2 separate regions of the Zea mays genome follow, and region 2 is linked to region 1. A link is a contact called in public Hi-C data. All regions are on one chromosome and are shown on one strand. The core of a region is the stretch at or near the end of the contact, and the rest is flanking DNA. Distances in the headings are between cores, read along the strand shown.

Region 1 (5,682 bases), core at 1,655-4,154:
CCTGTGCTCTCTTCTCATCTGCCGCCTTCAACCTCCTATACTCTGCACGCTTCGGGCTATCATAAAAGGCAGATTTTGCTTCCCTACGCATGTCGCGTATGCGATCGTTAATGTACGAATCGACGAGCCGAGATCCACAACGCATCTTCTGTCCCATTATTCTCTTGGACTCTATTGTGCGCATCACCTCTCCTTTGTCGTCGTAACTCTCCCAACTGCATTTCCTCGTCTCCTACAAAAAAAATAGTAAGTACCGCTATAACATTACATCTGGTGCAAAAAAAAATACCAACCTCATCGTAATCGACCATATGTCCACAAAAATATCCAACACCAAGCTCCGAAGGAACTAATCCATACTTAGCTTCAATACCACATTTGCAGAGTACTGGATCAAATTTGACCTCTTCTGCCGCCCACCCCATGTATCTCTTTTCCTTTACCTCTGGCTCTGGCCAATGGGACAAAGGACCATACAACCACTCTTTGAAACGACACTTACGCCACCCGTATGGCTGCAGGAGAAAAAATTAGTAATTTATTGTAAATAAAAACTAGTTTATACATTTAGCGTATCAATGGGCTCACATAATCTATGTTCGGACAACAGAACTGCTTGTCATAGTCTTCGTCGATGACAGCACGGTCTCCACAATCGCATCGAGGCGGTGAGTCCATCCGTCTTTCTGTTGCTACCTCCTTCTCCGCATCCGTCATTGGTGGAGGATTCGGGGGAGGAGGTACCCAACGCTTAAAACGCTCATGACTGGTCTTTCCACTCAACCAATTAACGAAAAGAAGATATCGAGGGTCAAATTTATCAGGACCATCGATCCACTGGAAAAAGAAACACTTCTGATGTCCCTAAAATAATGGAAAGATGCACTATTACATATCTACAAAATAATGAATGCGAACAAAATTAAGTGACAAGTCATAAGCTACGTACGTCCAAAGTGCCACAAAGGTAGTAGCAGCGAGCAGCCGTGTCTGGATGTTGTGATTGATGTACCCAAGCCAGTCTGCCACAGTCACAGTTAGGCACGGGGAGTTCAGGAGGAACAGGAGCATCCTTACTAGATACGTCCAGATATAACTCCCGAGGACGACCTCTCTTCTGCCACAACGCCTCTCGGTATATGTCTTTCATCTAATAAACGATTATAATTATCACTTGTACCTATTATGCTTTATAATAAGTTTACAAAAACTAATAATCGAAATAATAATATAATAGGTGTATACAAATTATTAAACTAACAACCTAATATACAAAACGAATCAGTTGGAAATCATACCTTGGTCTACGAAGTGAACCAACTCAAATCTTTGAATCCAGGAAATTTTGACGAAGTTTGGAAATGGGATGAAATGAGCTGCTCTCGGCCAGCCGCGCGGGCGTTTTTATAGGAATTCGTAGCTCGGCGCCAAGATCTGTGGCGCCGAGCTACGAGGGCGCGCCGCCGCCACGTCAGAGCCAGGTCAGCCCTGGACGCAGCTAGCCGTTGCGGCCACGTCATAGCTCGGCGCCATAGGCTGTGGCGCCGAGCTAAGGGTCCAAAACTGCATTTAAAATTTTTTTAGTCTAAACGAGATTTTACTTCTGTTGAAAGGCTAAAATACAAAAAAAATTCGGCGACGCCGTGGCACGCTGGCCAGCCGGCCCGGGAGATGACTATTGTGCCGACCGCGGCGCGATAATGCGACGGTTCCATTATGGAGATTGGCATGTGGGCCAGACGGGAAAAAAAAAGAGGACTTGATTGCTTCAGTGCTTCTCATTCTCCGCGAGCAAAAAGTTTAAGCGGAGGAAATACGGGGGGTCGGCAGATATGATTAGGAGCCTGAACGATCGAGCAAATTGGAGGGACCAGCGATGTAGTATAATAGTCTTGCACAAAAGCTGCGTGTGACAGATAGATACATACACCCAACCCAACCCCATGTGTTCATCGTTTTGGGCCCTCAACCACCGCCGCTGCACCACCACCATTATCATTACACTATTCTTCGTCCACCTCCTCTCCTCCCACCTCCGTAGGAAAATTATATATATATATATATATAAAAGGAGATTAAAAATCAAACACGTCCAAGAACAGCATAGTAGTAACACCGAAGACCTCTCTGATTTCGCATGCCTTTCCCCCCTTCCGCCCTTGGAATCTTCGTTTTCCCTCTCTGCAATTCCTTCCTCCGCCCGCCGGTCGAATCAGAACCTAACGATCTTGGCCGCGCGCACCACCGGGTTCTCCCGGGCGATGGCGTCCCGGGCGGCGCCCCTGTAGTCGTAGCGGCAGCCGTGGCGGTCCGAGTACCGGTGCGCGCCGCAGAACAGGTCGCCGCAGCGGCACCGGAACCCCGTCAGCCCCACGCGCTTCCGGCAGCTGGAGCACCGGTTGGCAGAAGTCCTGGCCGAGGCCTCCACAGGCTGGCCCGCGGCCGCGGCCGGAGGCGCCAGCTGCAGCGCCGCGTCCAGGAGCGCCGGCCTCGGCTGCGGCACCGCGGCGGCCGGCGCGGAAGCTGAGGGAGAGGAGGTAGGGGACGGCTGCGAAGACGACGACGACGACCTCGACGCCGAGAAGCAGCTCTGGCACAGGTTCTGCGTGGCCGGGTTGCCCGGGAAGCCGCAGTTGTTGGCGCAGAGCGCGATCTCCGGCGCCCGCAGCTCCGTGGGCTCCTCCTTCTTGTCGCGCTGCGCCATGCTCGTGTCGTGCGCCTGGCCAAAGGAACCCCGAACGACCGTGCGGTCTCTCTCTCTCTCTCTGTGTATGCGCGCGCGCGGTGGGGCGGTCCGGGCCGGAGCTTGCTTTTCGGAGGGAGGGTGGGAGAGGAGAGGCAGGGAGATTGTGGACTGGAAGGCGGGCACAGGCTGTCTGTGATCCGCGGGGAGGGTGGGCGAGCGAGGAATGGACGAGAGGCGCCCGTGGTTTTATCGGGGAAAAGTGGGAAGACGGACGGGGACGCGTCCCCTTCCGCGGACGCGCAGCGGCAAAGGCAGCAGCAGTGACCCGCCCGCCCGGCGTGTTATTTCCGGCCTCGGCCTCGTTGTCGTTGGCGCGCGCCCGGGTGATGACGCTGCCCCTCTGCCTCGCGCTCCTGCCTCCCGGTTTCGGCTGGCCACCTGTCGCGACCTAGGCCGCGGGGCTCGCACCCTGGCGCAGACGGCAAAGGAATGTGAATAACATGGCACGCTGTGCATAGAGATGGCAACGGAGCGGGTTTCCATAATCATTCCCTCGACGAAAAAAACAAGAGAAAATTCCTGGTATGCCATCAGATTTTACACTCATCCCTTGTGTGCCACTGAGTGGCATATAGGTATATTTTTTGGTGTCTATGACATGTGGGGCCAGTGGCATACAAGGAATGAGTATATTTTCCAGTGGTATACAGGGAATTGGCCCAAAAAACAATTCCTGTGGAGATCCCAACAAACGATTGTGGGGATATTTTTTCCTATCCTCATTTCCCGCGACGATAAATCACAGTTGGAGATTCACGTCCCCGCGTAAATTATAATTAGATAGTACTACATTTATTAGTTATAAATATAAAACATTATCACTTATACACATTATTAGATGTAAAAATCATTATGTGTACATTAAAACGATAATATTTGTATAATGGGTAATCTCTTGACAAGATAATTATTAATTTTTATTGTCAACATCGTCACATGTAAGTTTAACGAGTTTCTAAAAAAACGGGGATGAGAAATCTTCGTCCACGTTTACCTATCAGAGAATTTTTTTTTCACCGTTTACATCCAAGTTGCGAAGAAACTTACTCGTCCCATCCGCTAAGGTTCTGTTCAGTTTTACTTCCAACTCTCATCCATGTGGATTGGATGAGATTTGGTAGTAGGGACCTGATCGATTTCCTGCTGGGATTTTCTTTAGCGGTTATTTCTACGCAACATGGGTAGGACTAGAAAAAAAGTTAGTAGAGATATCGCACGCGCACGGCTGGATGCCGAGGGGTAGGAAGGATGGACCCTCTGGGTGCGCTAGGTTTTCTATACAGGACGCGGTCGCACGGACTGGTCGTGTGCTGGTTGTTCCGTCCCAGCCGTGCGCGGGCGGGCGGGCGGGTTGGGTTTGGTCTGGTACCGGGGCAAGTAAGTAGCCGCCCGGGCTGACCGAGGCCGGCGCGGACGCGCTGCCGAGGGATACGATACGGCATAAAACCAAGCATCGGTCGGCGAGCGCGCGCGCACCGCCGACTCCCCTCGGGATCGGCGTACGATGGACGGCCGCAGGTGCTTGGAACTTGGAAACCGTCGTCGTCGTCCGCGTCTCCCATCTACCGCACGAACGTTCAGCTTGATCCTCCCCGTCGGTCAATGAGTGGAACTAAGCCGAGCTCACCGCGAATGGCGTCGCTTTCGGACGCTGAGCTGTCTGGATTATCATGCCCATTACTTTATTTTTTTATATTCCAGCCCCCGCATGTCCATGTCCATGTCCATGTCACCGTCTACATACTACTGTACCCCTCAGTCTAGCACTAGCTGGAAGATGGTAGATGAGACGGAGAATACTTAAACCGAATGGGCGACCTCTTCTCTGGCCAGATTTGCATGTCGACATGGGGAACGCGTGGCCGTGCCCAGGCCCGCACCATGTTCTTTTTTTTTTTTTGGCCGCCGCGCCCGCGCATGAGGCCAGCACGGAGGACGGACGCCTCACAGCGTCTGTCTGTACCCAAATTTTCCTCGACCGGGAAATTACGGTTCAGCGCGGACAAGGCGGGGTCACGTTCCACCGTATCGACGCTAACAAGGTGGCGGGGCGCCCGGGGACGAACAGGCGCGTACGAACGCGATCCTTCCATCGATCGGGATAAGCAAGCAGATGCTCTCTCTCTCTCGCCGGCCGGCGAAAGGACGCCACGACAAACGACTTTGCTTTCCCCCCAGCTCGCGTCGCTGCCTGCAGCGGCACCCGAAACTGGCAACTCCCCCAACCATGCGGTGCCCCAATTATTACGCGAGCGAGGCGTGGCTGCAATCGACTAATCGATCGGAGCACGCGCTGGGACACCCCAGCTAACCACGGAGATTAGCTAACCACGGAGATTGGAGGACGGCTGGTCGTGATCACCATCGCACGGTGAACGGCGCGCGCTGCCGACATCGGATCCGTCGGGCGGCGGCCTAGTGCTGCAGGGGCCAGCTGCAGTGCGCACCAGAAAACGCATGGCCCGCCGCCCGCCGGGGCCGCTCCGTGGCTCCACAGGGTGGAGACTGGAGAATGGAGATCGAGCAGTGGAGCTTATGTGTATGAATGTTGAGTTGATCTATAAGGGCATGTATAATCTAGAGCTTATGAAAAATAAAAATCATTCGAATCTGAATTCGAATCAGTATCCATATCCAACTTTTATATTTATCTTTTGAAGAGGATTAGGACCAACTTGAAGTCAATTTTTATGAATCTAAAAATAAGAATATAGATTTGCATAGCCGGCTTTATATCTTATTTATTCACAATCAAGAAACGAAGGCAAAATTTAATACCTGAATAAATTATTGGATCTATAACTTTTTTTTGTTTTGTTGAAGAGCTAGATTCTATAAGTCTAATGCTGACAGAAGAGCAGCAGCTGGATAGCTAGTTGGATAGAACTGCTTTTTTCTCTCTGGGGCGTCTCTATCGGCGAAACGATCCTCAGCTC
Region 2 (5,714 bases), core at 2,117-4,616, 180 kb before region 1:
GCTTTCAAATCAATTCGGCAGTGAAATCCTCTGCAACTTAATGTTCATCCATCATGCCAACCGACACGGATGCTCTGAGATTTGAATTCTGCGGGCTGATTTGGTGACCCGGGATCCCGGGAGGATTGGAGGGGATTGAGGGGGAAATTAGTTTATTTCCCCCTCAATCCCCTCTAATCCTCTCGGGATCCCCTTGTCACCAAATCAACCGGAATAGTCCCCCTGGCGATGTATTTCCGTTGCTAACTGTAAACATGACCTTTTGTGGAGCGTGGGATCTGTTTGTAGATAGGCATCATCACTGCTGGAGCTTGTTCATCACTAGCCGCGTTTTGCTTTTCTTTTTCCTAATTAGATGCATCTAAGTACGAGTTCTTTTTGGGTAGGGTGTATTCTATAACCCTCATGCTACTACAGATGCATCGAGTTTTTAAATGGGAATTTTACCTCCATTCTTGTAATCTTCATGCTTGAACTACCATGACCAGCAACAGAAAGCATATTCTCAATCCTAGATTCGTAAACAACCTTTTCTCTTTACTATATGCAGCCATGCGTTCCTGTCGCCGAGAGTAAAGCTGGCTTCTGTAGACTGTATTCTAGAATTGAAGAGTACACTCTTGGTGTAAAAAAAATAGTGCAACTATGAAATTCATCTCAGTCAAATAAACTTAAATTTAATCAAATTTATAGTGAGTCGTATTAATATTTATATCTTTAAATATGTTTATTAATTAATCTAATAATGTTTATTTTGAATAATTTTAGTCAAAGTTCAGATTATTTATCTTCTCGAAAAACAATAATTGTAATTTTTTGTGTGTGGGAGGGTGGGTGGCGGAGGGAGTAGCACTGAACAGCTTGTTCATCACACATCCATGTACAGTCTTTTTCTGGTAGGATGTATGCATAGTGTAACCTGCAGATGAGTACATACGCTCGCTTTTGCGTAGATCCAAAGCTACGTCGTGTCTTTCCTGTACTTTTGACCAGACCAGGGCTTCCATTCTCTACTCCGCTTGCCATGTCTGGCTTTCACTGATGCAAAGTTGGGCCTGTCAGTAATCTACCACTCAACTGCACGGTCTACCTTTAAGCAAACGAGCTGCTGCTCGCTTTTCTTCTTTCTCCGGCATCTGCATCTCATCTGATGATGATGACTCCAAACAAAAGATGACTGGGTTGCCGTTGCCGTAGATCTAGTACGCTTTGCTGTGGCAGTGTGGCTGATGTCCTCTGCACGCGGTTACACAGTTGCAGCCAGCGTTGAAGGGGCATGGGGTCGTCGTAGCCATGGGACATGCCTTGGCTCTTCGCTGTGGACTGTGGTTCTATCCTGTCACGCAGCGTAAAACTAGTGTGGCGTGGTGTGGACGGCGCGCTGGATGTGCGGATGCGGGTACACTTGTGTAGGATGGCCAGCAAAGCTGTTTAATGCATGCTAATGGTAGGCAACCACCTCCTGCTTATCTCTATCTGGCATGGACTAGTCCCTTTCCATGGCCTGTCATACCCTACCGGAACCTGGAGCTAGTACGACCAGCGAAAGAGTCGTCGGCGGATCTGTTTGTTGCTCTCTCCGTTTCTTCATGGACAACTGCAGAGTTCAGACACAATGTTTGGAGACAGTTTTTTTTCCCCTACGTTCCCTATATATAGCCTTAACAGTCTGCTATGAGCTGTGTTACAGTTACCATGAAATTTCTCCAAAAACATAGGTGGAACTCCTAACACATTGAGATGTATCCACGGTATTTAAATATAATTGAGTAATTGTCAATTAACAGTAATATGCGCGGCAGCTCCGTCGCGCGGGTTAACAGTCTGCTATGAGCACCGGCAGACTGCTATAACCTTAACAGTCTGCTATGAGCACCGGCAGCTCCGTCGCGCGGGTTATGATAAATAAACTGGGAAGAACGGTAATATGCGCTCGTGATTAAGGCGCCTAATCCGATCCTGTGACGGCGAACCGGCCATGGCGCTGCCACCACCGACAGCCTCTCTACCAGTCGCTGCGGATCCCGAGTGCGCGCGCCACTCTTTTGGGAGCCTGGACATGGGCTTCCGAGTTCCGACGTCTGTTAACGCCTTCTTCTAGAAGAAAGCAAAGAGGCTAGATTCTCTCTCCCCTTTGGATCGGAATGAAGCTTTTTGTTCAAAAGCTGGTTCCTCGTCATGACATGTTTCAGTTTCACTATCTCAATATCTTGTGCTAGTTAACGGACAGAAGCGCGTGGGGGAAGTTTGGTGAGGCAACTGGAACTCCTAAAAAAAAAAAATCCTAACCGTCTATCAAAACCCCTTCGTTTTCTTTCTTGCTTTTCTAAGCACATCAAATTTCTAGGACAGGTGAACATATTTACCACATGATATAAGTCGAATAGGTCTTATTATGAGCTAGGAAAAAAACATACCAGCAGGTTCCCCACGTGAAGATCAATAAGGGTTGTTTGAATTATACTTTTATCGTTTACGTATATAATCCGAAGCTAAAACAAACAAACGACAAATGCAGTAGCTTTTTTACATAAATTGTAACAATGCAAGAGGGTGGCCTCACCTAGTTTTTTTTACAGTTTCTTATTTACTACCAAATATAATGTGCTTGTGGGTTACAACAGGACTCAATAAGCTATCCAATGATATCTTATTTCAGCTTATTTATAGCCCCAAAGTAATATTTTACCCTTCTATCCTTCCACCATAATGCAACTTATATAATCTAGTTATCTAGAAGAGAAACAAACAGACCCTAAGTATCCATCATCGCTAGACTCAAGTTATTCTAAATCGTATGAGTATGCATCATTAAGTTAAAAAAAGTGAGAAAAAACAAACTTCCACTCTCCAAGTAGTCATGAAAAAAGAGAAAAAATATATGATAATTTTTTTAGCTATTTAGTGTTAAGTATATGTTGGCACTCTTTCGTCCAACTTCCATTTATGAGTATGCATAACTTCCATTTTTTTTTAGCTATTTATATATATCTATCCGTGATACTACATTTTTACTGCGTGCATCATCCGACCTGATAAAAATCGTGAGACACGTTGAGGAGGACAAATCATGACTTTTATGCCGTGGTTTGTGCTCCGTCTTGCACCTATCTCGATCCTTTCATGGTCACCGGTTTATTACTAGGAGCGCGATAGATGGTGATCTAGCATTAGCAATGGGAGTGCTTTCCAACTCCAATTGCTGGCAACATGTTGGCGGTAACTTGCATTGACAGGCCACGTCCCAAGGAGCCCGGCGGTTGCTAGGGTCACCGTGCGGTGAGCAGATTCGGCGGCCTCCAAACACACGTTGCTATAAGCAAAGCAGCAGCAACGGCCACCAAGCCGACGCCCAAGCGGTGGCACTCCCCTTGGCCTGCCTGCCTCGCCGTAGCCCGCCGCCCCTCCTCTACAAGACTACAAGAGGCCGACGTATCAGCCAAGTGGCCGGTGACCGCCTCGTCCCCTCTCGCGCCGACCGCCCCACGCGCCGCCGCTCCGCACCGACATTCCCTCGGGAGTCGCGGGTACCACGGCGCCGACTTCCACACCGCGTTAAGCTTAAACCCCGCGCAGGCGCGCCATTGTAGTTACAAAAAGAAGGAACAACAGTAACAGATAGAGCAACCGCCTCCCCGGTCCTCGCTCCTCGTCCCCGCTCCCGCCGGCGTCGCGAGGGACTGAGCCGGCGCGGCGGCAACCGCGAGAACCCCGGTGAGCACCAGCCACTTCTGCTCTGCTTACCGTTTCGCCTTCCTCCTCATCCCATCGACCCCCGGAATCTCGTCCTCGCGCATTGGGGGAGATTGGAATGCCGTCGTGTTCGAATCGAGATTTGGAAGTTGTATTTCCCTTTTTTCGGTTCTGCTGGTCTTGCGCCGCAACGTCTCGTTGCTGAAAGCCTGAAACTGGTGGGATCTTGGTCCGATGAGCTCTGCGTTTCGTGCGTGCGCTTGCATATTGGTTGCAGGTACATCTGATCAGCATTGGCCGACCGACTAAGCCAAATTGTTGGTTTCTGGGCGTGCGAGGTTATTATATTCATTTCCTGTTCTTGTTCTTGCTCCTGTACCGTCTGAGCATCCCCCCCCTGCAATGTCAGTCACTATATCTTATAATTTCCACACGGATTAGGCTGGCACTGTAGACTGAAGTTCTGGTCCATTTGTGGGTGGTAGACTGTGATTCCCATTTCTTTTTTGTTAGCTGTCTGGCAATTATTGTTTTCTCAACTTTCTTGGACTTCTCCGTGCTGAAAAATCGAATTGTTGCAACGGTGTAAATCGAATTGATGGACCTGCCTGTTTTGTCGGGTGGTTGGTAATTTCGAGGAACGGACTAGGACATAGTGATTCTTGTGGAATCAAGTACTGCCGCACATGCTCAGTATCAGCGGCGTCCACACCCACCATGGATCGTAATTACCTTTGCCATAACAGTGGCTTGTCAGATCTCTCTGTAGTTAAGTTATGGCGCAGCTTTATGTCTGGGGCTCTCTCATCGCCCTGGGTTCTGGGACCTCCTTCTCGAATGCAATCCAGGGGCACCGTGGTCCAAGATCAGCTGGAGCCCCATGGCCATGTGCTTCCCAACTACCGTCTGTCCAAGCGAATTACTTGCTTGTCCTGTAGACAATATTATTTGTCCCAGATTCTCTTATTAAGTTGTTATAGAATTTTCAATTTTGCTTGCAAGACAGAAATCTTGCTCAGCTGTCCAATTCATGATTTGAGTTGCTGTCCTGTCGCTTGTTTTATGATGTGAACATATGCTTGTCAGGACCAAAGATTAGAGGACTCACTGTCATGCTCCGTGGTGAATGCTTTATTGTAAGCTGCACTTTTTATTAATTTATTAGGATGCAGGGGATGGATCTGTGTGCAACTATATTTTATAGTGGATGTCTCCATGGTGAACACTTTCTTAGAATGCATGTCAGTATTTAGGAACATCAGAACATGCTTTTAAGTGGATTTCTTACTGGAAGCTGCGTTTTAAATCTTGGGGGTGCAGATGGTTCTACATATCAGCTCTGAACTTCAACTGCATCTTTTATTTTCTTTAATACAAGTTGCTACTCATGTGCCTATGCCTTTTTTTCCTTTTAATTCTTCTTTTTTTCATTTCATAATCATTTGAGTTTGTTAAACCATCATGGAAATTCCCTATTGACTTTCGTAAGCTGATAGGACTTTGCTGGTGTTTCTAATTATGTTGGTGATCTGTCCAGGTACCAAAGTTCTAGTGCATCACAAAGGATACTGAAATGGGTGCCAAAGAGAATGGGGAAGAGAGAGATGATCATTCAAGTGATGTGGAAAGAGATGGTAAACAAGGGAAGGTAACTGAATCAGACTATGAACCAGCTAGAAATTCCCTTTCATCACCGGGTGAGGCTACCAGTAACGAAGACACTAAAGTGAAAAGAGTCTCAAGGGTTCCAAAGAAGCTATCAAGGAAAGAGTCTAAAGAAAACAGCCCACGCTCAGCAAGAAGCATTTCCAAAAGTCAAATCCACACTAAACTGCAGTATATATCGTCAAACAGTAACCAGAACAAATCACCCAAAACAAACAAAGCGGTTAATGGTGCTAAAACTGTTGAAATTAAGAGGCCAGAGACTCCGAAAGCTCCTTCTTGTTCTTCATCTGAGATGTCTGAGGAAACAGATGACAAAGCTATTGAGGATAGACCCACAGATGACAAAGCAATTG

What was found. A called contact is a pair of places that touch in the nucleus more often than the background predicts.
Region 2: a Hi-C map of tassel shows a contact between it and region 1, with 1.7 times the contacts expected there. The contact joins the promoter of LOC100384417 here to the promoter of LOC100127541 in region 1. A contact is called at or near these places in 3 of 25 Hi-C or Micro-C datasets (ear, endosperm and tassel).

Annotation. Positions count from the first base shown.
Region 1 is chr7:137,990,070-137,995,751 of Zm-B73-REFERENCE-NAM-5.0, reverse strand. LOC100127541 reads right to left here and starts at 2,904. Exons shown (of 1, transcript NM_001112795.2): 1 at 1,899-2,904. The coding sequence starts at 2,704. The coding sequence ends at 2,213.
Region 2 is chr7:138,168,554-138,174,267 of Zm-B73-REFERENCE-NAM-5.0, reverse strand. It overlaps LOC100384417, which reads left to right and starts at 3,366. Exons shown (of 8, transcript NM_001362363.1): 1 at 3,366-3,714; 2 at 5,231-5,714. The coding sequence starts at 5,267.